2 separate regions of the Mus musculus genome follow, and region 1 is linked to region 2. A link is a contact called in public promoter capture Hi-C data. All regions are on one chromosome and are shown on one strand. Each heading gives the region's core, a stretch centred on a gene start, on an enhancer-like site or on the middle of the called end of the contact. The rest is flanking DNA. Distances are from core to core; before and after follow the strand shown. Region 1 holds the start of Rab3d (RAB3D, member RAS oncogene family). Region 2 overlaps Smarca4 (SWI/SNF related, matrix associated, actin dependent regulator of chromatin, subfamily a, member 4).

Evidence for each region. Promoter capture Hi-C pulls out the DNA fragments that hold promoters and counts their contacts.
Region 1: a contact with region 2 is called in a promoter capture Hi-C map of embryonic stem cells, with 2.4 times the contacts expected there. The contact joins the promoter of Rab3d here to the enhancer-like site in region 2. A contact is called at or near these places in 6 of 39 promoter capture datasets (the SN4741 cell line, embryonic stem cells, hippocampal neurons and 1 more), 2 of 115 datasets of contacts at active chromatin or transcription factors (bone marrow-derived macrophages and embryonic stem cells) and 1 of 9 other capture datasets (embryonic stem cells).

What each region holds. Positions count from the first base shown.
Region 1 is chr9:21,916,250-21,922,663 of GRCm38.p6, forward strand. Rab3d (RAB3D, member RAS oncogene family) reads right to left here and starts at 1,934. Exons shown (of 5, transcript NM_001324531.1): 1 at 1,773-1,934. Tmem205 (transmembrane protein 205) reads right to left here. Exons shown (of 4, transcript NM_178577.5): 4 at 4,760-5,100. The coding sequence ends at 4,795.
Region 2 is chr9:21,669,055-21,675,527 of GRCm38.p6, forward strand. Smarca4 (SWI/SNF related, matrix associated, actin dependent regulator of chromatin, subfamily a, member 4) reads left to right here. Exons shown (of 34, transcript NM_001174078.1): 21 at 495-602; 22 at 1,430-1,516; 23 at 2,989-3,035; 24 at 4,116-4,282; 25 at 6,013-6,176. Among named protein-coding and RNA genes, the nearest start is that of Gm26511, 51 kb to the right of the region's middle. Within about 2 kb of position 1,492, at least 19 of the 459 cell types and tissues checked have an H3K27ac peak or open chromatin away from gene starts, as enhancers often do. A contact at or near this core is called in embryonic stem cells and stem cell-derived epiblast-like cells, where this site is marked.

The DNA.
Region 1 (6,414 bases), core at 684-3,183, 250 kb after region 2:
CTCGGGGCTGTAGTTAGAGGCAGCTGTAAACTGCCTGACCTGGGCTCTGAGAATCTAAGTCAGGTTGTCTGAAAGAACTGCTCTTAGCAGCTGAGCCATCTCTCTACTCCTTCTCATTTTTTCCACTTTTATTCTTTAAGGAAAGATCTCAGGTAGCTCAGGCTGACCTCAAACTCCCCATGTGGTGGATCCCTGCCTCTGGAGCTGTGGATTACAGGTGTGCACCACTGTGCCCTTCTTAATGATCCTTGTGGTATTCATCAACAAACTTCTGCTGAGTCTCTGCACCAGGCATGGGTCTCTGAAGAGACACAGCTGTGCATAAGAAAGAAACACCACAGTGAGAGGGCTGTGGTTGCTATTTAATCTTTACACAAAGGTGAGGCTGAGGGCTGGGGAGTAGAGCACTCACCTGCGTTTTCAGCCCCAGCACCCAGCAAACCAGGTGTGATGTGCACACCTGTAATTTCAGCACTACAGAGTGGAAACAGAGTACCAGGCGTTCAAAGCCATCCTGCGTTACATTGGAAGTTCCTTACCAAACTGGGGTGGGTTATATGAGAACTTGTCTCAGAAAGAAAGGAAGGGAGGAAGGAAGGAAGGAAGGAAAAAAGAAAGAGAGAGGGACAGAGAGAGAGAAAGAGAAAAAGGAAAGAAATATGGAACCTTTATAGTGGAAGGTTCAGATCTTCTCCCTTCAGGTGCAGGACCAGGTAACAGGTGAAAACTCAGGGCCAGTTGGGGCTGGGGGGCCGTGGTGGTGAGGAAGTTGCACGGGCTGCAAGCTGGACTTTGCCCAGTGCAAGCAGCTGGTATGGCCAGGTGTGTAGGTGTGTGTGTGACTGCCAGCTAGACAGAGCCCCTTCCATCAAGGCTTGGATGTTGAATTTAGCTGGTGCTTGCCTCTGGGGTGCTGTCCTGTCCTCTCCAAATCCACTGTAACCCTTTCCCTGTCTCCCAGGGTGAGGGTAATTTCTATATATATAACATAAGGTTTAAAGGCCCAGTTAGGCTCCCAAGTGGGTATCTACCATTTTATTTGTCAAAGGGGCCGGGCCTGGCTCCCTCTTGGCCAAAGCTGACTCACCCCAGCCATGGTCCACAAAGACAGGACTGAAAGTCATCAAATCCAAGAGAATTATCCTAGCCACTTAATGACTGCAAAACCCACCACCCCATATCCTCCTGTTTATATCTTCCCACACTCCAGCATTCTGTTTTATCCAAATCTAGGGTGTTCTTCCAAGCTCTCCCCCACCCCCGCCCCCACTTTGCTTTCTCCAGCTGTCTAGCTTAGAGCTGCTCTCCGAAGCCCAAGCAAAAGTATTTCTCAATGGCCTTCGGTGTTTTCTGTTTCTCTACTCCGTGCATTTCTAAGGAGAACGCAGCCAACCCCACCCTGTGTTCCGGGAGAACGGGTTTGAGGCGTCCGTCGGGCAGGGCCTCCAGGCTGGCCCCCGCCCCACCACGGCTTCTCTTCTGGGCCATCTAGGGGTCCCCTAGCCCTCAAGGTTGGCACCCGAACAGTCACTGCACTGCGTGCACCAGCAAGTGCCTCCCCCATCACCATATGGCGCCGTCGCTCGGCCCCAAGCTGGGCTTCTCGCCCACCCCGCCACCGTTCGCAGAGCTTGCCGGGTGCGGGGAACCCAGAAGAGCCAGCAGCACTGACAGGGGGTGCGGGACCCAGGCTCGCGCGGACCCCAGTTCAACCCTGTCATAGTGCACGCGCGTATCAGCGGGTTGGCAGGTGCACTCGCTCCTGGGCTCACCTCGGGTCCCGCCTTGCACACCAGGATCCGCCCACGAAGTTGCTACGGCCCCGCACAGGGCTGCGACCCTCGCCCCACAGCTGCCGGCGCTGCCAACACTGACACCCGGATCCCGCGCCGGCTCCGCCCAGGCGGAGGGGGCGAGGCCGCAGAAGACTAGGCGAGGTGAGCGGGTGGGGCCTAGAAGGGGCGGGGCGCCTTGAGAGTTGGCGCCCGGCGGTGGGCGTGGTCTTACGGGTGTGGGCGCCGCCAACGGAGCCAGGAGATGGGCGTGGCCTGTCGGAGGCTTGGACGCCACAAAAGTCCTAGCTGAGTGGGCGAGCCTTGCAGGCGGAGGTGGGGTCTGGCAGGGGCGGGGCCACCTCAAGAGGCGTCAGAGGTGGGCAGGGAGTTGAGAGGATGGGACCTGGTAGTATGGTAGGAGAGGGGTGGTAGGGATCTGGGAGTGCAAGTCTGTGGTCCTGAGCTAGAGCCCAGAGGAGCGGGAAGAGGCATTAAGTCCCATCAGAGCCTCTCTTTCCTAACTAGAGGTAGAAAACATTTTCTATGCATTCTGTGTTAACAGGAAAACCTCAGCAGCTGAGTTCTATTCCCATCTCCCCTTTCTAGGACTGTGACTCCTGACATATTTAACCTCTCTCAACCTCAATGTTTCCCTCTGTCGAGTGGTTCATAACAAGATTAGTGTAACCATAGTTTTATTCCTTTTACTTTTGGGGGCTGGAGAGATGTCTCAGCGGTTAAAATCACTTGTTCTTGTTGAGGATATGAGTTTGAGTCTCAGGACTCACATGGTGTCTAATAACTCCAGTTCCAGGAGACCTGACCCTTCTTACTTCATCAAACTGCAAGAGCCCACGTGGTGCAGACAAAACACTCATGTAAAATAAAATTTAAAATTCTAAAAATTAAAATTTTTTTGTTTGTTTTCCAGGCTTGCCTCAAACTCCTTAAGTACCAAGAGTAAATGTGAACTGATTCCCCTGGCTCCACCTCCCAAGGTCTGGGATTGAAGGTGTACAAAGCCATGCTGCTTTACACGGTGCTAGGGATGGAGCCCAAGGCTTCTTATATAGAGAGTGGTTACTCTATCTCCCCAGTGCTGGCCTGAATCCTAGGCATAATCCCCGTTCCACGTGGGAGGAGTCTGGCTCTAAAGGGTGCTAGATTCTTCTGTTCAACATGCCTAAGGGCTCTTGGAGTTAAAACATGTTTTAGAAATAAGGAAACTGGGGCTGGAGAGATGGCTCAGCAGTTAAGAGCACTGACTGTTCTTCCAGAGGTCCTGAGTTCAAATCTCAGGAACCACATGGTGGCTCACAACCATCTGTGATGGGATCTGATGCCCTCTTCTGGTGTGCCTGAAGACAGCTACAGTGTATTCATATATATAAATAAGGAAACTGAGGATCAAAGAAAAGTAGATATTTGCCAGAGTCCACACAGCAAGATTTCGAATTCAGTTGCTACTAAGCCTGATATGAGGGTTTCAGGGACCAACAGAGTAGAAGGAGAACCAATTCCCACAAGTTGTCCTCTGATCTCCACATGCAATAAACAAAAGAATAAATAAATGTAAAAAATCAAACAGAGCCGGGTGTGGTGGCACATGCCTTTAATCCTGGCACTGGGGAGGAAGAGGCAAAGGCAGGTGGATTTCTGAGTTCGAAGCCAGCCTGGTCTACAAAGTGAGTTCCAGGACAGCCAGGGCTACACAGAGAAACCCTGTCTCAAAAAAAAAAAAAAAAAAAAAAAAAAAATCAGACTTTTAGGTATGGTAGCTAACATTTGTAATTCCAGAATTTGGGAGGTAGAGGAAGACAGAAATCAGGAGTTCAAGGTCATACTCAGGTATGTAGTAACTTCAAGTTCAGCCTGAACTCAGAAGAGACTCCATCTCCAAAGTTATCTGCATGTGTGTCTAAACAGGTGAAATGGTGTATTTCTGTCATCCTAGTACTAGGAAGCTGAGACACGAGGACTGCCATGAATTTGAGGCTAGCTGGGTCACATAGTAAGTTTTAAATCAGATTGGCTACATAGTAATAAGAGCCTGTCTCAAAAATATAGAGACTGATATAGTAGCTCCTATCTGTAATTTTAGTACATGAGAGGTGGAGGCAGGAAAATTCTCAAGTTTCAGGCCAACTTGGGCCACAGGATTCCAAGTCAGCCTGAGCTAGAGACCCTGCCTCAAAGCACATACACACAGACCATTATCACACACACCATTACCACACAGAAACTTGAACGTCACTGCTCACTCAGATGCCTAAGGGAACAAGAGCTGCCTCCAAAGATTTAACATGAATTGTGCCGGAGAGTATTAGCTAGGAAGAGCTGAGTTATTCCTAGAAACAAGCAGTCCCCAAAGACTTCAGGATATCACTCACCCAGGTTCACAGCTCGGAATGGATGCTAGGGGCTAAGGAAAGATGTTCTAGCCTGTCTTGTAAACGCTTTTAAAAAAAGATTTATTTATTTTATTTATATGAGTACACTGTCACTGCTTTCAGACACACCAGAAGAGGGCATCAGATCCCATTACAGATGGTTGTGAGCCACCATGTGGTTTCTGGGAATTGAATTCAAGTCCTCTGGAAGAGCAGTCAGTGCTCTTAACCACTGAGCCATCTCTCCAGCCAGTAAACACTTCTGCTCACATCTCATCAGCCAAAGAAAGTCATAATGTCACTTCCAGTGTCGGCAGAATCGGAAATATGATTATGCCTGGGAGGTGGGAACCTGCTGTTGCTGCAGTAACACACAGGAAGGGCAGTGGGTAGAGCTGAGCCAGGTATACAGAAGTTACACAATATATGGTCACTGTTAGAGGAGACATGCTGGAACTTCAATAGCTCACACTCCAATGTGTCATGTCACCAGGTATGGGCAATCTGAGGCTCTGAGTGCTACACATGTGTATACACACACACACACACACACCCCTGGCTTTTCCTGAGGTGAAAAAAATGACCATGGCCATCTCCAAAGAAGCATTTATTGACACACAGGGTCTGTGTTAGAGGCTCCTGAGTCCCAGGGCAAGGCCCACAAGGCAGAGCCCATTGCTCAGCAGGCACCCCAGGTTGCAGAGGGAAGACAGGCCATGGTAGTGGTAGAACTTCCGGCGTAGAGCACTGTACTTGGGGTCCTTGTCCCGCAGCTGGCGGTAGGGATCAGGGCCCTGGAAGTTGCCTGGCACCTCTGTCCCCAGGCCCCGCTCTTTCTCTATGCTCTGCAGGGCCCGCATGACAGCCGTGGTGCGAGCCTCAAGCCAGCGAGCATTGATGGTGGCCAGTGTGAGGCTCAGAAGCAGCAGGGAAAGCTGGGGAGAGTGACAGAGTGACAGGGAGGTGAGGTAAGGGTGGCTGGGAAGTTTAGGGACCTGCATCCTCACGGGCCAGAGAGGTCCCTGAAAACAGCAGCCCTTAGGAAAGACTCTATCTACGGCCTTTTCTCGTCTTCTCTCCCACTGCTCCCTGAGCACAGAAACCTCTTCTCCAAAGCAAAAGCTTTTTTTTTTTTTCGTACGGAGAACTGACTGATCCTGGGGCCTCAGTCAAAGTGTGAGTGTCTACTATTGAGCCACAGACCTCTTTCCTCCTGTGCAGATGTGGTATGTGTACTTGTTCATATGCGTGCAACATGTGCTCGCAGGTGCATGTGATCATAGGTGTGCAGCACGTGCTCGCAAGTGCAGGTGATCATAAGTGTGCAACACGTGCTTGCAGGTGCAGGTGATCATAGGTGTGCAACACGTGCTCGCAGGTGCATGTTACCATAGGTGTACAACATGTGCTCGCAGGTGCAGGTGATCATAAGTGTGCAACACGTGCTTGCAGGTGATCATAGGTGTGTAACACGTGCTCGCAGGTGCAGGTGATCATAAGTGTGCAACACGTGCTTGAAGGTGATCATAGGTGTGTAACACGTGCTCGCAGGTGCATGTGACCATAGGTGTACAAAACGTGCTCGCAGGTGCATGTGATCATAAGTGTGCAACACGTGCTTGCAGGTGCAGGTGATTATAGGTGTGCAACACGTGCTCGCAGGTGCAGGTGACCATATGTGTGCAACACGTGCTCGCAGGTGCATGTGATCATAGGTGTGCAACACGTGCTCGCAGGTGCATGTGATCATAGGTGTGTAACACGTGCTCGCAGGTACATGTGATCATAGGTATGCAACACGTGCTCGCAGGTGCATGTGATCATAGGTGTGTAACACGTGCTCGCAGGTACATGAGATCATAGGTGTGCAACACGTGCTCGCAGGTGCATGTGATCATAGGTGTGCAACACGTGCTCGCAGGTACATGTGATCATAGGTGTGCAACACGTGCTCGCAGGTGCATGTGATCATAGGTGTGCAACACGTGCTCGCAGGTACATGTGATCATAGGTATGCAACACGTGCTCGCAGGTGCATGTGATCATAGGTGTGTAACACGTGCTCGCAGGTACATGTGATCATAGGTGTGCAACACGTGCTCGCAGGTGCATGTGATCATAGGTGTGCAACACGTGCTCGCAGGTACATGTGATCATAGGTGTGCAACACGTGCTTGCAGGTGCATGTGATCATAGGTGTATAACACGTGCTCGCAGGTACATGTGATCATAGGTGTGCAACACGTGCT
Region 2 (6,473 bases), core at 242-2,741:
GTTGGCAGAAGCCACAGGTGCCATTTGTGGGGCTGTTCCCAGGGAGAGTGTAGTCAGGTGATCCTTCCCTGGACCCGCTCCATGGAATTGGAGTGGTGACTCACACCACTGTGCAGCAAAGCCAGGACCTGGGTCAGAACCGAACTTTGTCACACTCATGCTTGCTGTGTCCTTGTCCAAACTCCTGTCCACAGACAGAGGCTAGGACTCAGGTTGGATCTACTGAGTGGTATCAGTGGTGTGGGCCCTCTGCTCTATGCACCCACACTTGGCTTGCCTCTCTGGTTGACTTCACCGTTTATTTTCTGACAAGCTGTGGAAAGCCTTCCAGAATTTTGACCCAGAATCTCCTCCTCTTCCCAGATCTCCCTACTTTGAGGGCTCCTCCCTCATACCCCATGTCCTAATCAGAGTGCTGGTCACAAGGGTCCACTTGGTGGCACAGGCAACCCAGTTTAAGTTTGTATGGCCTGAGAGTGTTCTTTGCTCCACAGGTAGAGTATGTCATCAAATGCGACATGTCAGCCCTGCAGCGTGTGCTGTACCGTCACATGCAGGCCAAAGGTGTGCTGCTGACTGACGGCTCCGAGAAGGACAAGAAGGTTTGTTCCAGGTTCCTCTTTATCTATTTCACGATTGTCTAAAGGGAGAGGGTAGATGAAGAGCACCATGGGATCTGAGAATTGAATTGGTACTCTGCCCAGGAGACTTCGTTTGGCCCCATCCCTCAGGCATTCAAACAGCCACAGCTGTAATGTATCCTTTGAGGATGCTTACTAGACTGCTTTCTGGAGTTGCCCTTGTTTGAGTACCTGCCTTCCTCGAGACAGCAGGAAGCCCTGGGCTGACTGATGCAGAGTGGGAATAGTCCTATGGAACTTTACTTACCCAGCAGCCTTATCTGTCATGGCCTCTGCACCCTTCCTCTTTCTATTACTGGGGGCATCCCGACATTGGAAAGAGTGGGAGGGGGAGCCACTGCTCTCTTGGGAGCACTCAAGAGTGTCATTCTACACCTCCTCTAAGCAAGCCTGGGCTTGTCCCCCAGGGAATTACTAGTCCCTGCAATCCGTACCCAGCATCCTAGCCATGGCCTTAGGTGTGTGTCTGTTGTTCAGCCCCTTTCTTACCTGTGCGTTGGAGCATTGCGCTCCTTGCTTCCCTCCCTAGTACAGATCACTGTACCCTTCTTTGTGTAGCTGTACTGTGAGTGTGCTTACCCTTTGCTGTTTGCTATGTTTGCTTCCATTCAGTTCTTGTGCCAGTTAGTCTCTTAGGTCTTCTCAGAGAACTCCCTTCCGTAACAGGGCTACAAAGATAACCACCAGCTTGCTCTGGGCCATTCTTCTACCACCCTGCCCAATCTTGCCCACCTCCATCTTGCCCTAAAGGCAGGATTCCGTTTTGACCATCTCATGTGCCTCTGCAGGGCAAAGGTGGCACCAAGACACTGATGAACACTATTATGCAACTGCGTAAGATCTGCAACCACCCCTACATGTTCCAGCACATCGAGGTAAGGCCACAGCCCAGAGTCCTGGCTCTTGGTGGCAGAGCTAGGCTGCTTGTCCCTGACGATTGTGGCCATGTGTGTACATGTGTTAATAGGCCAGAGGTTGATGCCTTTATTATCCTCGGCTTATGCTTTAGAGGTATCTTTCATTGAACTTGGAGCTCACTAACTTTTAGACATGATGGCTAATGAGCTCCACAGATCTGTTTTTCTCTACACAGCTCTGAGGTTACTCACATCAGTCAGCAAGCCTGGCTTCTAAGTGCCAGCTATCCAGCTCAGGTTGTCATGAGTACAGCAGGGCATATCTGTCTCCTCAGTCCTTAGGATGTTCTTAAGAATGGCTAAGGAGCTGGCCATAGTTCCAGCACTCAGGAGGCAGACCCAGGTAGATGTCTGTGAGTTCCAGGACAGCCAGGCATGGTGCACTCAGGGGACAAAAGCAGATGAATCTCTTGAGTAAAGGCCAACCTGGTCTACAGAGAAAGTAGGACAGCCAGGGCTACACAGAGAAAGGAAAATCCTGTCGAAACAAACAAACAAAAAAGACTTAAGGTCTTCTCACTAGCCACTGTCTTTACACCTGTATCTGTCAAGTTTTCCTTTTTCTGGTATTTATGGGGGGTGGGGGGAGTTGCCCAGTGTAACCCAGGCCTGTGACAAGGAAACAGGTGTTCTAGTTTTGGGTGTGTACATCTCAGCTGATGTTTAGCAAAGCCATCATGGGACTGAAAATTAAAGTCTCTAGAAGTATTTGCTCAAGAGTCACCTCTAGGCTGGAGAGATGGCTCAAAGGTTAAGAGAACTGGCTGTTCTTCCAGAGGTCCTGAGTTCAATTTCCAGCAACCACATGGTGGCTCACGACCATCTCTAATGAGATCTGGCCTGTAGACACATGTAGACAGAACACTGTATACATAATAAATACATCTTTAAAAAACAGTCACCTTGTAGGTATTTTCTGCGTGTTTGGGGACTCCTCCCTTGGGAAGTGTTCCCACTCCTGAGGTTACACGTGTCTCTGTCAGGGCTTCTTACCTGCAGGTTATGAAGTGCTGATGGACAGACATCAGTCAGGTCTGTGACCACAGCCACGGTCATCATGAGTAACTGTGCTTTTGGAGAATCTCGACTCTTGCCTAAAAAGCAAGCATGTGTTAGTATTCTTAGTGTACAGTTTCAGGGTCACTCAAGACCTCTGAGTCCTTAGCGTTCCATTTCAGGGTGGTCTGAGGTGTTGACGTTGGTGCCTAATATCACATAGTCTTCTTCCCATCCTTCACAGGAAGAGCATGAGGGTTGGCATTGGTGCACTGAGTCCAAGCTGGACATCCACATCTGGACTCTGTGCCCTGCAGGCCACAGATAACTACCAGTGTGACCTCTCAGTCCTCTGCAGTAGCTGCCTGGACCATGGGCTTGACTGGGCAGTCCCTCCCTGCCTTGGCACTGATCCATCTCTTGTCCTGTTGCAGGAGTCCTTTTCTGAGCACTTGGGGTTCACCGGCGGCATCGTGCAAGGGTGAGAAGCTTCCCAGCTCTTGAGAGTGGGTAGCAGTCTGCTAGGGGGGTTATAGTCTTGTTCAGTGGCTTTGTTGCTGTGATTAGCATTTATCTGCTATCTGAGGCCTCCAGACCTAAACTCCACTGCCCACAGTGTAATGCTAAGCAGCCTCTGTTAGCCCTGAGCTTCAATCCACCCGCTCTGCCCTTGATACCCTGTGAGCACCTTTCCTGCAGCTTCAAGTGCGGGGTCCACTTCTTTTCTCTTGGGTTGTTGGGACACAGTCTCAATGTGTGAGCTAGGTATGTATGTAACTATGTAGCCCAGGGTGGCTAATCATCTTCTTCCTGAAGCAATTGGAATCTTTGTGCCTCAACCTTCCACGTGCCAGGACCATAGGTGTGTGATGCCAGACCACACTTATAGAAGTCAGTGGTGTTGGCCATGGATGCCATCTCTAGAATATCACCATTTTCCTCTTTTAGACATTCTTGAAGTTGAAGCTACATTTCCAGCCCCGGTTTTTACCTGTAAGGGCATGGCATTTAATTAGGAGGGTGACAGTGCTTTTTGCTGCACTGGAGATTGGGCCCAGGGCCTCACTATTCTAGACAAGTGCTTCACTGTGGTACACAGGATTCTTTAGTCTATAGTCTGTTCCTAGTGTGAGCTGTTCTAATGTTATGGTAGCAGACCCACCATCCTCAAAGCAGCTCCAGCTCAGCACTGCCCCTCTGTAGAACCGTTCCTCTCTTTCTACCTTTACGTAGGTTCTAGGGACTGAACTCAGGTCAGTGAGCTTACAGGACAAATACTTCACCCAATACTGAGCCAACTCCCCAGCCCACTGGGCGTCATGTCTGATCGCACTTTTTTTATTCTCCTTGTGACCTGGTGAAATGACATGGACATATGTAGTCATTGGTAATGTACTCTGACTAACAGTGACCAGAGTTCAGCTGTAGCAGTGGGTGGCCTTGCTCGGGAAGCCACTTCTTTCCTTGAATCTGCCCAGCAGCCTAGATGCAGCACGCATCTCTGAGCTCACAGGCGTGTGACTGAGGACTGAATGTTTCCCTTCTTCCCTCCGTGGACTAGATTGGACCTTTACCGTGCCTCAGGGAAATTTGAACTTCTTGATAGAATTCTACCCAAACTCCGTGCAACGAACCATAAAGTGCTCCTCTTTTGCCAAATGACCTCCCTCATGACCATCATGGAAGACTACTTTGCATACCGTGGCTTCAAATACCTCAGGCTTGATGGTGAGTAGAGGGCAGTTTGCTGGAGATACTCATTCCTGACCTGGTTATATGGACTTGAAGTCCAGAGTATACCCTGAATCTGAGGACATCCTAACTGTCAGGAACCTGAAGGAGGGCCTGAAGGTGTTTAGTCTCCTGTTTGCTAGAGTCTTCACTGCAGTGCTGTATTCTGTAGTGTGGGTTCTGACTGCCATTTCCGCTTAAGTTACACAAAGTTATCATGTGTGCGTGAACATAAGAGCCCTGCCAATGTGGAACCTTGAGAGTTCTCTGCTCCGGTAGAGCTGCATCTCCATGAAGTTCTCCTGTACTCTGGGCCTCATCCTTAGATAGACTCTGCTACTGCTCAGTGTTAGCAACAGAAACAAAGCTTTCCCCGACTCCCAGCCAGCTACCTTGCCGTGTCCCGTAACAGGCCTGGCCCAGAGCTGAATGATGCTCACTTGCCGTGGGACCCTAGCCCGCTTGCAGGCAAGGTCCTGCACTGCCTGGGAGGCTCTGTGTACCAGTTGCCAGAGTATGTCTTTCCACCTTCCCTACTTTCCACAAAGTACTTCAGGGAGGAAAAGGCCAGCATTGTTAACAGAACAAATGATTGGGAAGCCCTGGAGTTAGTGTCCCACATTGTCATCCTGGGAAGACACAATGGAGGACCTCAGAACCAACAAGACTTATCAGCTTTCTGTTTTCCTTGCAGAGCCTTTATTGGGCTCAGAAGCTGGGAGTGCCTTACTCTAGACCTCTGCCTCTCCTGTCCCATCTCTCTGTGCCCTGGACCTTTTCATTTTATACTGCATTTTAAAGATGCTTCAGCGTCTTACAACCTGAACTTGATTGCTTCATCTTTTTGTATGATTCTATGGAGCTTCATCTAGAATGTGCTGACCAGAACTCCCATACATCCATCTGGCCCCAGCCCCTCCTTAGGTGCTCCAGGACCACCTTTGCTAAACCACCATCCCGTTCTGAATGTTCACATAGCTCAGTGCTGGCCAAACACTGCTGAGGTCCAAATGGCTGGACCTCTAGCTGCCTCCTTTGTCCTTGTAAGCACCAGGTCCTACTTTATGCAGATCCCTGTCTGCTCAAGTAGGAGCCTAAGGACTTTTATCTGTTGGTTTCTGCTGTGAGTGTTGCATGCGGTGTTAAGACTGCTCAAGGAGTGGGCAGAAGGTCAAGGAACACTGTGTGGCAAGTATGAGGTGTAGGCCTATTAGCCCCCTGTGAGCTAGGAGTCCAAGGAAGGCTTCAGTGGTTACAGCTCTTATGTATAGATTTTTCTCTACGCTAACCAAAGTTACTGCAAGAGAATTAAGGGTACATGCCAAGGCTGTGGCTAGTGGTTCATCTCATCACACTATGCCACTAATGCTGTGTTCCTTGTCAGAGTATGGCATCAGCCTTCTTAGCTATGTGGTGTCTCTCCTCATAAAGAACAGAGGGAACAAGTGTCAGGAAGCATTGCACCTAGAGATGGCAGCCCAAGAGCCTGCCAGCATCTTCTTCTTCCAGTGGCTTGTGTCCTACAGGAATCAGCTGGTCTTGTCCCCACCCCCCCTCCTTCCTTTTTTTAAAATCTCCTGAGTATGGCAGCATTTGGTAATGACAGGCTGTACCTCCAAGTCGCTGTCTGGTTAACCCTTTACAATCTATAGAGTATATCTGTGGCTCTTGTGACCTGCAACACCACCCCTGTCACCCTCCTAACCCTCTTCTCCTGTGCCTATCAGGAACCACAAAAGCAGAAGACCGGGGCATGCTGTTGAAAACCTTTAATGAACCTGGCTCTGAGTATTTCATTTTCCTGCTCAGTACCCGTGCTGGGGGGCTGGGCCTGAATCTGCAGTCAGCTGACACTGTGATCATCTTTGACAGTGACTGGAATCCCCACCAGGTAAATGCATTGGTAGAGGAAAGCAGATAGTTCCTATCTTAGTGTCACTGCCTCCCTGATGTTCTCCCTGTCCTGGGAGCCACGAGAAGTGCGGTCACTAATCCACAGTGGTCATGGTTCCCTCATGCTTTTCAAAGTGGAAGTGACCTCACACCCTGACTTGAGGAGAGCTATTTTTCCAACAATCATATTTTTATTCCTGGGTACACATGGGCAATAGCCAACTCAGGTATATAGCCTTTGTCTCACCCACATAAGGCTCCAAGCTCCAGGTTCCATCCTTAACATTACAATAGC